Linked DNA regions of Mus musculus: regions 1, 2, 3 and 5 are each linked to region 4. The links are chromatin contacts, called in public promoter capture Hi-C maps. All regions are on one chromosome and are shown on one strand. Each heading gives the region's core, a stretch centred on a gene start, on an enhancer-like site or on the middle of the called end of the contact. The rest is flanking DNA. Distances are from core to core; before and after follow the strand shown. Region 1 holds the start of Chd1l (chromodomain helicase DNA binding protein 1-like). Region 2 holds the start of Rfx5 (regulatory factor X, 5 (influences HLA class II expression)). Region 3 holds the start of Prkab2 (protein kinase, AMP-activated, beta 2 non-catalytic subunit). Region 4 holds the start of Txnip (thioredoxin interacting protein). Region 5 holds the start of Pi4kb (phosphatidylinositol 4-kinase beta).

What was found. Promoter capture Hi-C pulls out the DNA fragments that hold promoters and counts their contacts. Capture Hi-C pulls out chosen DNA fragments and counts their contacts.
Region 1: a contact with region 4 is called in a promoter capture Hi-C map of liver, with 2.5 times the contacts expected there. The contact joins the promoter of Chd1l here to the promoter of Txnip in region 4. A contact is called at or near these places in 1 of 39 promoter capture datasets (liver) and 1 of 484 Hi-C or Micro-C datasets (pro-B cells).
Region 2: a promoter capture Hi-C map of pre-B cells shows a contact between it and region 4, with 2.6 times the contacts expected there. The contact joins the promoter of Rfx5 here to the promoter of Txnip in region 4. A contact is called at or near these places in 2 of 39 promoter capture datasets (liver and pre-B cells) and 1 of 9 other capture datasets (adipose tissue).
Region 3: a promoter capture Hi-C map of hippocampal neurons shows a contact between it and region 4, with 2.5 times the contacts expected there. The contact joins the promoter of Prkab2 here to the promoter of Txnip in region 4. A contact is called at or near these places in 1 of 39 promoter capture datasets (hippocampal neurons) and 1 of 9 other capture datasets (adipose tissue).
Region 5: a promoter capture Hi-C map of adipose tissue shows a contact between it and region 4, with 2.7 times the contacts expected there. The contact joins the promoter of Pi4kb here to the promoter of Txnip in region 4. A contact is called at or near these places in 2 of 39 promoter capture datasets (liver and pre-B cells), 1 of 484 Hi-C or Micro-C datasets (B cells) and 1 of 9 other capture datasets (adipose tissue).

Annotation. Positions count from the first base shown.
Region 1 is chr3:97,608,724-97,611,447 of GRCm38.p6, reverse strand. It overlaps Chd1l (chromodomain helicase DNA binding protein 1-like), which reads left to right and starts at 1,258. Exons shown (of 23, transcript NM_026539.2): 1 at 1,258-1,385. The coding sequence starts at 1,277. It also overlaps a transcript of Fmo5 not described here.
Region 2 is chr3:94,952,737-94,955,537 of GRCm38.p6, reverse strand. It overlaps Rfx5 (regulatory factor X, 5 (influences HLA class II expression)), which reads right to left and starts at 1,430. Exons shown (of 10, transcript NM_017395.3): 1 at 1,287-1,430; 2 at 392-523; 3 at 153-186. The coding sequence starts at 504.
Region 3 is chr3:97,656,775-97,659,474 of GRCm38.p6, reverse strand. It overlaps Prkab2 (protein kinase, AMP-activated, beta 2 non-catalytic subunit), which reads right to left and starts at 1,263. Exons shown (of 8, transcript NM_182997.2): 1 at 1,106-1,263; 2 at 709-886. The coding sequence starts at 861.
Region 4 is chr3:96,556,583-96,559,282 of GRCm38.p6, reverse strand. It overlaps Txnip (thioredoxin interacting protein), which reads right to left and starts at 1,326. Exons shown (of 8, transcript NM_001009935.2): 1 at 798-1,326; 2 at 319-394; 3 at 66-213. The coding sequence starts at 1,047. Gm15441 (predicted gene 15441) reads left to right here. Exons shown (of 4, transcript NR_040409.1): 3 at 886-1,997.
Region 5 is chr3:94,973,441-94,976,140 of GRCm38.p6, reverse strand. Pi4kb (phosphatidylinositol 4-kinase beta) reads right to left here and starts at 1,410. Exons shown (of 11, transcript NM_175356.3): 1 at 1,056-1,410. B230398E01Rik (a long non-coding RNA gene) reads left to right here. Exons shown (of 4, transcript XR_003954666.1): 2 at 1-792.

The sequences.
Region 1 (2,724 bases), core at 9-2,508, 1.1 Mb before region 4:
CACACTATGTTCTTGTAAGAGCCCACTAGTAGTTCATATTATAAACAAGAAACTTCAAGTACCCACTGAGAACTGTTTTTTTTTTTTTTTTTTTGAGTTAATCTTTAACCTCAACGTAATTGATCACAGAGGGGTGCGATGACCTTGGTGTATCTGACACCTCCACTCTTGATCTGGTTGTACCTCAGGTCTGGTTCTGTGTGTTCCTGGAGAAGTCTGTATAACGGGATAATTGATCACAGAGGGGTGCGATGACCTTGGTGTATCTGACATCTCCCCTCTTGATCTGGTTGTACCTCAGTTCTGGTTCTGTGTGTTCCTGGAGAAGTCTGTATAACGGGATGGGTAAAGTCCCTTAGTCATTAGAGGACTACTTCTGCATAGTGGGGCCAGCCTTGGTCCTTCTTAGGACAACGTGGCCATTAGTTATTTGTTATTTGTTTTTGTTTTTATCACACATAGATGTTCTGTTTGAATGGCTACTCTTGGAATCTTGAGGGGATGGGGGGGGGGGAAGTTCTCTCGCACTTTATTTTTAAGAAAAGGTTTACTGCACCTTAGGCTGGTTTCAAACTTGTGTAGCTGAGGCTGACCGTGAGCTCCGGTCCTCCTGCCGACAGCTCCCTAGGGCTAGGATTACAGGTGCTCACCCTCATGCCCCACCCGAGGGCTTGGTACATTCGAGGCAAGCATTCTGCTAACTGAGCTTTGATCTTTATTATTTATTGACACCTTCCTGCTTTGCAGCCCAGGCTAGACTGAACTCACAAATTCTCCTGCCTCAGCCTCCCCAATGCTGAGATTACAGGAATGTACCACCAGGGTCTTTTCTTTGAATGTATCTTGTCACTACACATTTTAAGAGATAAAGTTAATCTTATTTTGGTGTTTTTAGTCATACATGAAGAAAAAGGTTAGATAATATAAGACGTATCTACCTTGTAGTACTAGTTTTTAGGCATGTGCATCGTAACTGAAAACATGGAAAGCTGCTCAGGAATCGGACCCAAAGTTTAAAGAAGACAGATAAGAAATTAAGGGGGGGTGGGGAGCTTGCCAAGTTTTGAGCTTGCTGTTAGCTACCCAAGCAACCCAAGTTAGGAGTCAGAGCTTTTAGCAAAGGCAGCCTCTAGGTCCTAGTCGCAGACGCACACTTAGACCAGAGTCTTCCGCACCTGCGTGCTAAGGAAGCGTGGGAAGGCGCGCGAGCTGCGCCCTCTGGCGGCGGTGCGTTGTACTCCGCACGCGCGGGAGCGAAGGCGCGGGGCCTCTCGGGATGGCGAGCGGCTTGCCGCGCTTCCTGCAGGCGCTGCCGGCCGAACACGGGCCGGAGCCGCTTCGGACGCGGGTGCAGGAACCGGACTTACAGCAGTGGGGCTTGACTGGTGAGCGGGCCGGGGACGCCCGGGGGCGGGCGGGAGCCGGGAAGGCGCGCGGCAGCGCTGGCCTACGCGGGGACAGCGGGGGAGCCAGCAGCTTCCCGGCCGCTCTCGCTCCTCCCAGTCTGCGTTTCCCTGCCGACTGGGCATGCGCACTCACTTGTTGCGGCTCCCTAATGAACTCTCAAAGTTGCGCTGCCCAGCAAAGTTTGTCCTGTCCTGTGCCTCTTGTGCTTTCGTATTAAGCCCACTTGCCATTACGAGTCCCAAGTGAGGGGATCCCACATGTGTGGACCCCAGGTGTGTAGGCTCCAGATGTGTAGACCTCAGTTTGTAGGTTCCAGATTTAGAGACCGCCGGCCTGCAGACCCCAGTGGACCTGGAGCATCCTCATCCTGCGGCGTTCTCTCTATTCCACATCCCAAGACTCCTTTCCTTATGTGTCTGCTGGGAATGTAGTGCTGGTGTAACGGAAAGTCATAATGACTCACCAGTTGTCACCTCGTGGTCGTTATTTGTTGCTGTCGAGAGAGTACTGTGGGGTATGGGGAGCAGATAAACAAAATAAATAGCGGCCCTAGGACCCAGTTTCTTTACTAGCGGATACGTGCTTTTGAAAGCATAAGGAAGCGCTTGACTTACACGTGCCAAGTACCACCAAAAGGTGAGGGTTTGGAAAGGCAACAAAATGTGCCTTTCTGCCAGGCGGTGGCGCACCCTTTAACCCAGCGCTTGGAAGGCAGTGGCAGGTGGATCTCTGAGTTCAAGGTCAGCCTGCTCTACACAGCTAGTTCCATGATAGCCAGGGCTATGTAATAGAGAGACTCGTTCTTTAAAAAAAAAAAAAAAGTTCCGTTAGCTTAGAGGAGGGGCAGATGACGATGAGGGCGAAGTGAAAGACAAGCAGTTCATATTAATATTTTCCATTTATATTCAACTTTAAAATTTTTATTTTTGAGATTATAGTTACACCTCCTCTTTACTTCTTTACACTCTCATAAACCCTCCCATTCTCTCCTTCAAATCCATGTTCCCTCCCCCCACTTAATCGTTATCCTATGCTTATACCTATGTACATAAATACTCCTAGATATACTAGTTCAGTGTGTTTAGTGTCACTTGTATGTACGTTTCAGGGCTGACTGGTTGGCACTGGACAGCCAGTTGGTGTGCTCCTCCCTAGAGAAGACCCCTTTTATTGCTCTTAGCTTTTCTTAGTTGCCTGTAGTTCTTTGTGTAGGATTGAGGCCTCAATGGCTCCTCTCTGTTCATTTTGGCATGCTCACTGGTACTATCTGCATGTGTGGGCAGTCATGTTGGTGACAGTGTAAACAAAGCGTCTGGT
Region 2 (2,801 bases), core at 181-2,680, 1.6 Mb after region 4:
TTTCATCTCCTACATAGGTCACAGAAGGATAAAGTATGATCCTCACACGTGGACAGCACCGCCTCTCCCCCATGAACCTTTATTCTCTCACATCAACATCACCCTTACCCTTCAGCGATGGCACCTGTATTGTCCCTTCCCAGCATGCTTACCAGAATTCCCTCTACTTTGTTCTGCACGGCCTTGCTGTGGAGAAGAAGAGAAAGCTGGAGGTCACAAGGTTTCCCCATCCCTTTGTCTGACTGCTAGAGACAGAAAAAGGACCAAACAGCTACGGACCACAGACCTCAGCCTGCCTGCTCTGAAACACTTGCCTGAGGAAGGAGTGCAGGGCAACAAGGATCTACAGCTGGGTCTGGAACAGGGTTTGGAGACAGAGACAATTACTTACGAAATGGTACCTCGGAGCCTTTGGAGGAGGGTGGTAGGTTCTCCAGCGTCAGCACCACCTTGGGGCCTTGCCCCAGTCTTGGGGCTCTTAGCATCAGGTTTATCTTCTGCCATCCCAGCATGAGGGCTACAGCTGAGAGAGGAGATCGCTGAGGATTTAACTACTACCAAGCTTCCTTTCTCCTAGAGACCCCAAGGCAGTCCTCCTGTCTCTACCCAGAAATACAAACAGAAGCAAAGCTTCCTCCAGTGGTTTTCCACACCACTTGCCTTCTCTAAAATTAGAATTATTCTGTTACTTTATCAGGCCCTTGTATACCCAAAGAGATCTCTGACATCTCCATTCTATATGTCCCACCTTTTGAAGTCTCCCAAATCTGGAAAACTGTTATGGGAAGGGATAGGGGTGGAGAAGTCCACGTTAAAAGAAATCTTACAATTTCTCCCAGTGCTGCAACACCTCCAGCCCCCCCCCCCCCAAGCCCCTCCAGCCGCCCCCCCTCAACACCTATAACGACAAGTCAAAGTTCTCCGATCCTCTAATAGACTCCTCGCCATTGATTTTGCCTGGAAGGTCGGAAGGGATACAAACATACTCGGCCTTTCCAGGTTTGAAAAAAACTGGGCCCAAGTTCTCATTACTGAGTCTCGCCACGGCTTCCCCCGCTGCCCCCCTCGCCGCGGCGCGGACCCTACGTCATCCCACGACATCCCACTCCGAAGCGTCCCCACTCCCCTCGGGCCCCTCCACCCCAACCCCAGGTGCTGGGCTAGGTCTCCGAACTCAGGGGGCTGGGCGCAGGAAACCCTGCGGGGAACAGGGTCCCAGATTCGGGCACGTGCGCAGGGGCAAGGAGCTGGTCCTGCTAGCTCCGGAGTGCTGTTGCCCCTCCTACCTCGGAACCGTCGCCTTCCAGCACGGACATTAGATAGGTGAGAGAGAAAGAGAAACTACCCTGTGGCTACCTCAGCTCCTGCCCAGCCCCACGGTGCCCAGCCGGCGGGCTCGTGCGTTGCTTTTATTTTTCCTTTTTCTGAATGGTTATGCCAGCCGCGATCTGCCTGGATACACGCACGGCCTGCTCTGTGATTGGCCGTTGCTGCCTCCAAGACGAAGGCAGTGAAAGTCTGCCTGGTAACAGAATATGATTGGTCGAGAGGGGAGGGAAAATCCAAAGTTAGTCTTATTTGAGTCAAGAGGGGGAAGTCCAGGTTGGTTTCGGTTAAAACTGGGGTCGGTTAGGTCTGCGGGCCCGGAAAGGGTTCTGTTCTTAAAGGGACCGCAGGATGAAAGCCCGGGCGCTTGGCTGCTTCTGGAGCATCTGGTCTTTTGCTTTCTGATCCTGTGCGTTGTAAAATCAGCGAGAAGAGGATAAGGGATCGACCGCGGGCTTTACTTGGGAAGATTTACGTAGATGCCGTCTAGGATCCAAGAACCACAGACAGGAGTTACAGGGTAGGAAAGTGATTGGCTAGTTGTAGCTGGGGAATAAGATGAGTTAAAAATGTAAGAAGGTTTGATTAAAAAAAAGCCAAACAACTCTATTACTGGGGCGTCGATAAGGACGTGGAAAGCACGAATCTATAAAAGCAAGTTACTTTGGTTGTGAGAACCAAATTTCTTAGGTTTCAGGAACTCTGTTTAAACAAAATTGGGGAGCTTTACAAAATGGAATGGCCACAGATAGCTACCATGTTTGATTGTTGCCTTTGGTTGTCAGAGCTGTCCGAAATAATCAGTAGGTGATATTTTTAAATTTTTGCTAGAAAATGATGTCTACTGATGGAAATTCGTTATAAAGTCCTGTAACTTTAATAAAATAAAATAACACAAGTTGAACCATTCGTCCTTCCCTCTTTGCTTACCCATCCCTGTGGCCAACAGCCTCTAGGATTGCAGGCTTCCCCTCATTCCACAAAGAATCTGCAAATCCTTAGCAGCTGTACCACATTAAGAGAAAATGTTTTTTTCTCTGTTGTTAGCCGTGGTATCGCCATTTTATAAAGTGCCTCCGTTCTAGTTAAGCCAAAGCTAATGCCAACTCATTTTCCAGATTTCTCCTCACCCTACCCCTCCTACCTGGGTAAACCACAGGAGATGTTTATTGGTTGCCTGACCCTGTCTGTCTCGCTACCCATAGCAACTGCTGACACAAAAGGAAATGGTATGGTCCTTCCACTTTAGACACTTGGCCCCACCCCCTCTGCAGGTATGCTCTAGAATAAAGCCTGTCTGTTGAGCCTCTAGTCCTCCTCTGTATTTTCTCCTTGCCCACCTTTGCCTATTCATGTTTCCGTTTCCTGGGTGTACTTCATCTCCTTCCTAGGGGGCACACTCCTGGAGTTCCCTGCTTGGTGGTGAACACTGGAATTTTGGTCAAGTAGAGGAAAAAAGAATTTAGTACTGTGAT
Region 3 (2,700 bases), core at 14-2,513, 1.1 Mb before region 4:
ATTGAGAGCTAAGGCTTCAGGTCAGTAGAGGGTGGTTTTGAGCCCCGGGCAACGTTTTGAAGTACTTCTGAGGAGTGAAGTAAAGTGACTTGCTCTCCTGTGCAAAGCTCACAGCTACATTTTAAAACGGCACGTTTCAAAAAAAGATCTGAGCCATTAACCAAATGATGTCCTATATGGATCCCCAAGACTAGGGGAAAGTATTCAAGTAATCAACTGATGGCAGCTCAGAGCCATACAAAGGTGGACGAGGATCGAAGAGGTGATGCAGAACACGTAAGAGAGAGCAAGAAGGAGACCTACACAGAGACATTTTCAGGGAGAAGTCATCTAGCTATCTTGAGGCCAATGTGAGAAACTGAGCCCTTTTCAATAGCTCAGACAACGCACCCTCCGAAGTTTCCACCCGCGCTCACAACCTATACATCCTGCAAGCTCTGGAAGAGGGCAACCTGCACGTAGATCCAAGGATGGGGCTGGCAGGGGATGGGTTTTTGGTACTCGTCCTAAAAGGTTGGCCCACAGATTACTCTGAGCAGCAGGAAAACAACTCCGCGCCCCTATCCTAATTTGAGGTAGTATCTAGGAGGAATTAGCACCCAGCATCTCTATCCGCGGAATAGCCTTCTAGTTAAAAAGCCCATAACCCTTGAGAATGAGGAGGAAGAACCAAGAAGGGCGGAGCTGCCGGCAGCCCCGCTACCTCACCTTGGAGTCGGGCAGGCTGAAGACGCTGGGGTCGTCCGTGCTCCCCACCATGATCTTGTGCTCCTTTCCCGGGCCATGGCCGCCGCCCTCAGCTCGAGCAGCTTTGGCTCCGTGGCGCTCCCCGGACACCCGCTCGCTGGTAGTGTTTCCCATGGCTGCAGCTCGAGTCGGGGGCAACCTGCCGCGGGGAATGACACCAGGCGGGGAACACCCCCGCGGCTGCGTCAGGGGCGCCCCGGCCCCGCCCCTGCGCCCGGGAAGGGAATCCCCGCCGCAGGGGACCGCGCCCGGGGTCCCCTCCCTTACCCGCTTCACGGACGCCTCGGCTCGGAGAACCGGCTCCGGGAGCCCTCGCTGCCCCACAGCCCCGGTCCCGCACACCCCCCACGCCGCTCACCTCGGGCGATGCGCTCCGGGCTCGCGTGGCTACACGCACGCCGGCTGTTCGGCGTACAAGGAGACCAATAAAGTTATTGAAATTGAAGCCGCGCCCCAAACCAGCGAACCGGGTTTCCTCCTAAAATGGCTACAAGGCCCGCGACGAGGTACCGCCTCTGCCTCTGGCCCCGCCCACCGAGCCTCTTGTTCCGCCCCCTGCGCTCCAGCCCCGCCCCCTCCTCAGCCTGGGTCGCCTGCCTCTCTAGCCACCAGCACCGCCTCTGTGGTGGGTGCGTGCGCAGCTCCGGCTTGGGGCGGGGCCGAGGGTGGGGTCCGGGTCGGGATTAGGGCTGTGAACTGTCCGCCCAGGGCTTGATAGTGGGGCGTCTTGTCTTCCTAAGCAGTTTGTCTATCCATGGGGCACGCGGTTATTAGAAAAGCCGAATCCGAGGCCTCCCCGTGCCCTAGGTACAGAATTAGAATCTGCACTTTTAACAGGATCACCTCAAACGACTGGACAGCGGTGCATAGTGGATCCACATTTTCATATTCCGCGTACGCCTCTACCAAGCAACCTTTTTAGTTGTCCCAGGAGGCATGAAATAAAAAGTAGGACAGAGAATTGACTAGACACGTGATGGCAGTTACTGCAGAAGACTTACTTCTATGTGATGCCCAAACTCATCAAAGCGGTGTTTTCTGTTACTGTGATTAGCTGTGTGGATTAATGCAAACAGCTAATGAGTGAGAGCACAGGTAGGCTGGGAATATACTATTGGACTAGCGTTTTGAAACCAGTCGGCTGGAAGTGAAGATAAAATAGGCTGATGGAGGGCCCAGTGGGGTCAAAGAACTCTGGACACAGGAGAGACTGAGTGAGCTGAGACAGTGAGAGGTGTCCTGTGAGAGTAGCGTGTCTGCCACTGAGGTTTCAGTGGTCTTGCAGTCATTAGCACTGGCAGAATCTTAGACAAGTGTGTAGATCGGTGAGATGAGGCCGACCATAAAGCCATTAGAAGTCATAAACCCTGATGAGATGGTTCAGTGGTTAAGAGCCCTTACTGTTCTTTTAGAGGACCCGGGTTTGGTCCCAGCACCTACAAGGTGGCTCATAATCATCTGTTCCAGGCGCTACAACACCTTCAGGTGCACATACAAACATGTAGGCAAAACACTCAAACATAGATTAACATTTTAAACAATGAAAGTAATTACTCAAAAGGAACAGTGAGGTAGCAAAGAGAGTTGGAGGTCTACCTTAACATTGATTTCCTTCCTCTTTACTGAAGCACTGACTCTAACCTTAGGATGTTGTCTGTCTCCACAGAGATGCATTTCTTAGCCTCCCTAATAGATAGATAGGGGGAAATGGTAAGTAGAATTTCTCCGTTTCTCTTTCTTTGTGTATAGGGTGTCCATAGAATGGCCAGAGCTCCAGCAGCCACTTCAGATCACGAGGTAGTTAAAAGCAGTGGAATAAAAAAAGGGAACTGAGCCGGGCATGGTGGCACATCTTTAATCCCAGGACTTGAGAGGCAGAGGCAGGCAGATCTCTGTGAGTTCAAGGTCAGCCTGCTCTACAGAACCAGTTTCAGGACAGCCAGAACTACATAG
Region 4 (2,700 bases), core at 77-2,576:
ATTTATTATCCCTGACCAAGAAGAATTTTAAAACCTTTTTAAAAACAAAAACAAAAAATCCTCACCATTAGGTCAGGGGTATTGACATCCACTAGATCCATCACTTCGAAGTTTTTCTTTGCCTCTTGAGTTGGCTGGCTGGGGCGATCGAGAAAAGCCTTCACCCAGTAGTCTACGCAACCATATTTTCCTTTAAAGGATGTTCCCAGGGGCCTGTGTCAAAACAATGAACCAAAATTAAGGCTAAGAACTGTAAGAGATCAATGGAGGGGGAAGACTTAGAAATAAGAGTGCAAGGTGCACACGGTGGATGCCTACCCTTGAGGAAGCTCGAAGCCGAACTTGTACTCATATTTGTTTCCAGGCCTCATGATCACCATCTCGTTCTCACCTGCTGGGAAACAAAGACAAGGGGCCATTAGGCTTCTTGTTACATTTTGAAAGCGTCAATGAGGAGTGCCTGGGCAGTAGACTACCTTACTTCACTTCCACTTTCATCTCTTACACTATGGAAGAAAAGATCCCAGAGCACTTTCTTGGACAGAAAGTTGCGAAATCCACAAATACATTAATCTTTAAGTAGTAGCTAAGACAACACTTTCAGGAAACAGTACCTCAGAAAGTGTTCAAATCACTCTAGGGGGGTGAAGGGTAGTGAAAAACTTGCTAATTACAAAGTAAAAAAATATAGGGACCAACAGTTCAAACCATTCAAACGAACAACTCGAAACATTTAGTGGTGCCCTCCCCGACCCACAGACCTCCCAAGTCACCATCAGTCCTGCTGGGAGCAGTACCTGTAGGCTGCTCTTCTAGGAGAAGTGTGTCTTCATAGCGCAAGTAGTCCAAAGTCTGTTTGCACTGCTGAGACCCTTGCATCCACAGGACCTTGGCCACGCCGCAAGCCAGGATCCTGACGGCTTTGACTCGGGTAACTTCACACACTTCCACTATTACCCGTCCGGCCACCTTCTCCCCGCTGCCGTACACCTTCTCGGGGTCGTTGAAGACCACCTCAAAAGACTTGATCTTCTTGAACATCACCATGATTGAGCCGAGTGGGTTCAAGAAAAACGAAAGCCGGAGAGGAAAAAAATCTTTAAGAACCCTTCAAAGCAAACGAAGAGCTCGCCTCCGTAAAGTCAGGGCTTGAAAACCCAAACGAAAATGTAAAGAAAGCTTCAAACAAACCCTAACAACTTTTCCAAAAGGTGCCTGGAAGTTTCAGCCTGCCGGCTGTGCCAAAAGCTTTCAGGAGAAAAATAACAGCTGTCTTCCGCAACTGGAGAAACTCTGGAAACCCCGAGACCAGAGGAGGAGAGTGTCAAGCGGCTGCCGGAAACGGCTTATATAGCCGCCTGGCTTGGCGCTCCACGCGAGTGCTGGCCTGGAGGCTCGTGCAGCCCTCGTGCACAGTTCTCCCATTGGCTACTTGGCCCTTGTTTACCAGGCCTCCAACCAATCAGCGAGGCCGCCGGGGCGCGTGGACACGGTGTGCTCCTAGCGGGGAAAATGGTTGTTGTTCGGGTGCGCAGCCTTGCCAGCAGGAGGGGCGGGGCCCGGGGCGACGGGTGCCCTCCCTCCCCCCGGGAGGCTGGGACCCCGGGACCCTGAACCTCATCCAGGGGACTCCTCTTGGGAGCTGGGTTATTTGGGTGTGTGCTTTGTTTTTTTTTTCCCCCTTCTTTTTTTAGGTGAAAGAAAAATGTGCTTAGGAGAGGATTTCATGACTCGCCTGAGCCAGCGCAATTCATTTCGAGGTGACCATTTATTCCTGGCTCACAAGTTCGCAAGTCTTGTGAAAAACAATCCCATCGCACCGAGGATACTCCAGGATGGAGCGGAGGGCGAGAGTGCAGTCGTGTTAGTGAGAAAGAGCCCACCCGATATGCTCCTATTGCACTTCTATTGAAGAATAAAAGGCTGCGGTCTCTCCAGACGAGAACTTGTCAGATATTTTAAAGTCTGGCTTTCAGTCCTTTCTGGTGAATGCTCTGGTGGGTTCCCCTCATTTCCCCCTCATTTCATGCCCCTATGTGCTGCTACTGTTCCTCGCCCATTACATTCTATTCTGTTCTCTGGAGCGGAAGCAGTAAGGGAGTGTCCACATCCTGTTGCTTATCCCCTCATCTCTTCAGTGTACCTGTGAAGTTGGGGAACATTTTGTATATGTTCCCTTGTTCCTCACTGCAGCTTTGTGAGGTGTTTACTTTCACACTGATGGCTCCCCCGTCCTTGTTTCTCCAGGAAACAAGAGGTGGACAAACCAAAAAAATAAAATAAAAGAAAGAAAGAAAAAGGAAGAAAAAGAACCTCACTCCTTACTTTGTTTTCGAGTTCCTGTCATTCTTTTCCCCCCTCTGTCCTCTCTCCAAATTCACTAAATGAAATGCATGTCCCTAAGCCTGTTTCAATTTCACCGGCGCTGGAGCTGTGTTAGTTTCACTTAGTTATCTGGCAAACCTTGCTGAGAGATGCCTCAGGAGCTGACTAGAGAAATAACTCTTAAGTGTGCAAAGAAACTCTTGTGTGAAGGATTACCTGCAACCCCCTCCCCCTTCGCCCCCTACTCTATTCCCCACCCACCCACCCACTCCCACCCCCACCCCCACCCCGCGCCGGAGCCTTGTCATTGAGTCCTAAACTCCTTCCATATTTGGGCAGAATTATTAGGAGACTATCTATCTCCTTCCTTGCGCA
Region 5 (2,700 bases), core at 161-2,660, 1.6 Mb after region 4:
AAACACTCAACAAAATGTAATCTGATTGATAGACTTCTTTAAAAGTTGCTTCATCCTTCAGAAACACACATCTGTCCAGAAAAGCTTGAGACAACTGTGGCTCCCCATCCTCTCACATCTTCTTAGTTCAAGCTTTAGCTGATCTGAAATCATATGTGGAGATAAAAGGCATGATAGAGAACACTTAAAGACCACAGGGAAAACAGAGCCGAGGGAGACAAACATCAGCCGAATCCTGGAGAGAATGTCAAAAGTTGGAAATCCCTGGAGAGAATGTCAAAAGTTGGAAATCACTATCTGTAGGGGTGTTCACGGCAGAGCTTTCTCCTACGGGAAGCCCTCCAGAGGGCTGGAGATTGAGAAAGGGGAAAGAGAAGCCAAAGACAGCTTCAGGTATCATCAGGCACCCTAGAGAGGGGTTGAGGACTAAGGTCAAAGTGGATGGTATCTGGGTATGATGACAGTAGTCTGAGATCCTTTAAGGAGAAGGGAATAGGCAATTCTTGGAAGTCAGGAGCTGGGGGAGTGGGTCATGGTGAGGTCATGGAATTGGAAGCAGAAGAGAGGGATACAATCTGTAGCTGAGGGAAATGAGAACTCTGTGCTGAGATTGCACAGACTCGGAAGAGTGGGGCAAAATAGGAAAAGGGATAAAGGCGGAGTCCATGGAAGAGGCTTGTGAGCAGAAACACAAACGGCGAGGAAGGCAAACATGGATGATATTGTAGAAGGGGTCAAATGTGGAAAAGGTTCACGACTTAGGAAGATAGTTACGGAACAGAGGCAACAGAGGTACGAAGTGTGTGTCCTGCTGGTGGGGAGGTGGAATCCACGGGGCAGAGGGAGGGGCTAAACTGAAGAGGAAGCCAGAAAGCAGAGAAGACTACCCCGGGCCCGAGAGGAAAGGGTGAAGGACCTCGGGGTGCAGCTGCCACCAGGGGGGCAGTTTTGTAGTCGAACCCAGGTCGCGGTAGGCTGGGCGGGACAGGGTGGCAGAAGGACCCCCCCACACACACACACAGGCAAAGGCGACTCACGGGGGAGGAGCCGCTTACCTCCGGGGAACCCTCGCGGAGGGGGTGCAGGCGGTCGGGGTCGGACTGCCGACACCGCCGCCTCAGCAGCAGCGGCCGCTCCCGGGTTCCATTGGCCGCCTGCGCTTCCCTGACAGCGGCCGCGGCGGCTGCTCCAGGCCCCGGCTGCGGGGCTGCCCGCGGCGCCGCCTGAAGGGGCCTTCACGCAACTTCAAGTTGGACCGGACCCCACTAGCAGGACACAAAATAACAATTCCTTGGCGGGTTCCGATGTAAGAGTCCCCTGGGCCCGAGCCTTTCTTCCGGGAGATTGCTTTCCTGCTTCCCGGTGTCAGGACACTACTGATGCCATCGTAATCTGAGTCGAGTGAGCTGCCCGACTCACGCCTGTTCAGAAAGGAAAAGGGGGCGGGGAAGAGCTTTTGGAAGCTAGGGAGGGGGGGCAGGGAGGAGGGGCTTACGGGGGAAGGCGGGCCCTGTGTTTGAGGGCGGGCCTAAGAGACAGGCTTTACTAAGGAAGCCGAGAGGGAAGTAGCGTGGGTAAGATCAGTGGAGGGACGTGGAGGTACCGATATTTTATGTACTTCCAAAAGTGTATGAACATGCAAATTATATATAAACTATTCATTTGCGTAAACCACTGAGTTACCGTAACTGCCACCAGTGGCTTTTTTCTCCCTCTCCTATCCTACGGGATTTCTTTCGTAAGTCAGCCGGTAGGACCCATGCAGGAGGGCCAGAAAACAGACAAGAAAGAGAAGGGACGAAAAAAGGAGTACAATCACCTTCATTTCCCTCTTCCTACTCATCTTTAAGGATGATGCCATGAGTTTGCCCCTATAGCTTCAGGAATGGCCCAGTCCAACCGCCTCAATCTTTCACTGTTTCGCACCATCACTCTGGGACAAGGTGCTGCTTCCAAGGTCACCCCAGCTGCCAAAGCCTTAACAGAGGCTGGACAAGCCAGCTTAGGAAAAGTGAGTGAAATGACAAAAGTTTGGCTTATTCCTTTTCCGAAGGCTACAAAATCATGTGAGACAGGCCTCATAGACCCCTCCCCCCCCCCCCACAATCACTGTCCCAACGCTTTTCCTGGGACTTTTCTTAGTATCTTAGGCCCCTTGTAAGGGTAGGTTTGTTTGACAGGGTTTCTCTGTGTAGCCCTGGCTGTCCTGGAACTCACTGTGTAGACCAGGCTGGCCTTGAACTTAGAAATCTGTCGACCTCTGCTTCCCAAGTGCTACGCCTAAAGACGTGTGCCACCACTGCAGGCGGGTAGGTTCTTAATATTCTACGGGTTGAGCCTAGCTCTTGGGTGACATCTTCATTGCACTTATAAGCTGATTTGAGATCTTTGTTTCCTTTTTTTTTCTTTCCCTTTCTTCTCTAGCTTCCTTCCTATCCTCTTTCCCTTTTTAGAGACAGTCTATTTTTCCCAGGCTGCTTGTGATATTCCTTGGCTCAAGCCACTGGCCTGTGGAACATGTGGGAATATATCCACATGCCCCCAAGCTGGACTAACCCTCAACTTCTGTATAATAATATTGACAATATTATTATAGCACTACATTAACAACAGTAGTATCTGATGTAATAACATTTTCTAAGGTTTGGGGGAGGGGATCAAGAAAGTATGGGTTATAGTACTACATGTCTGTTATTGAAA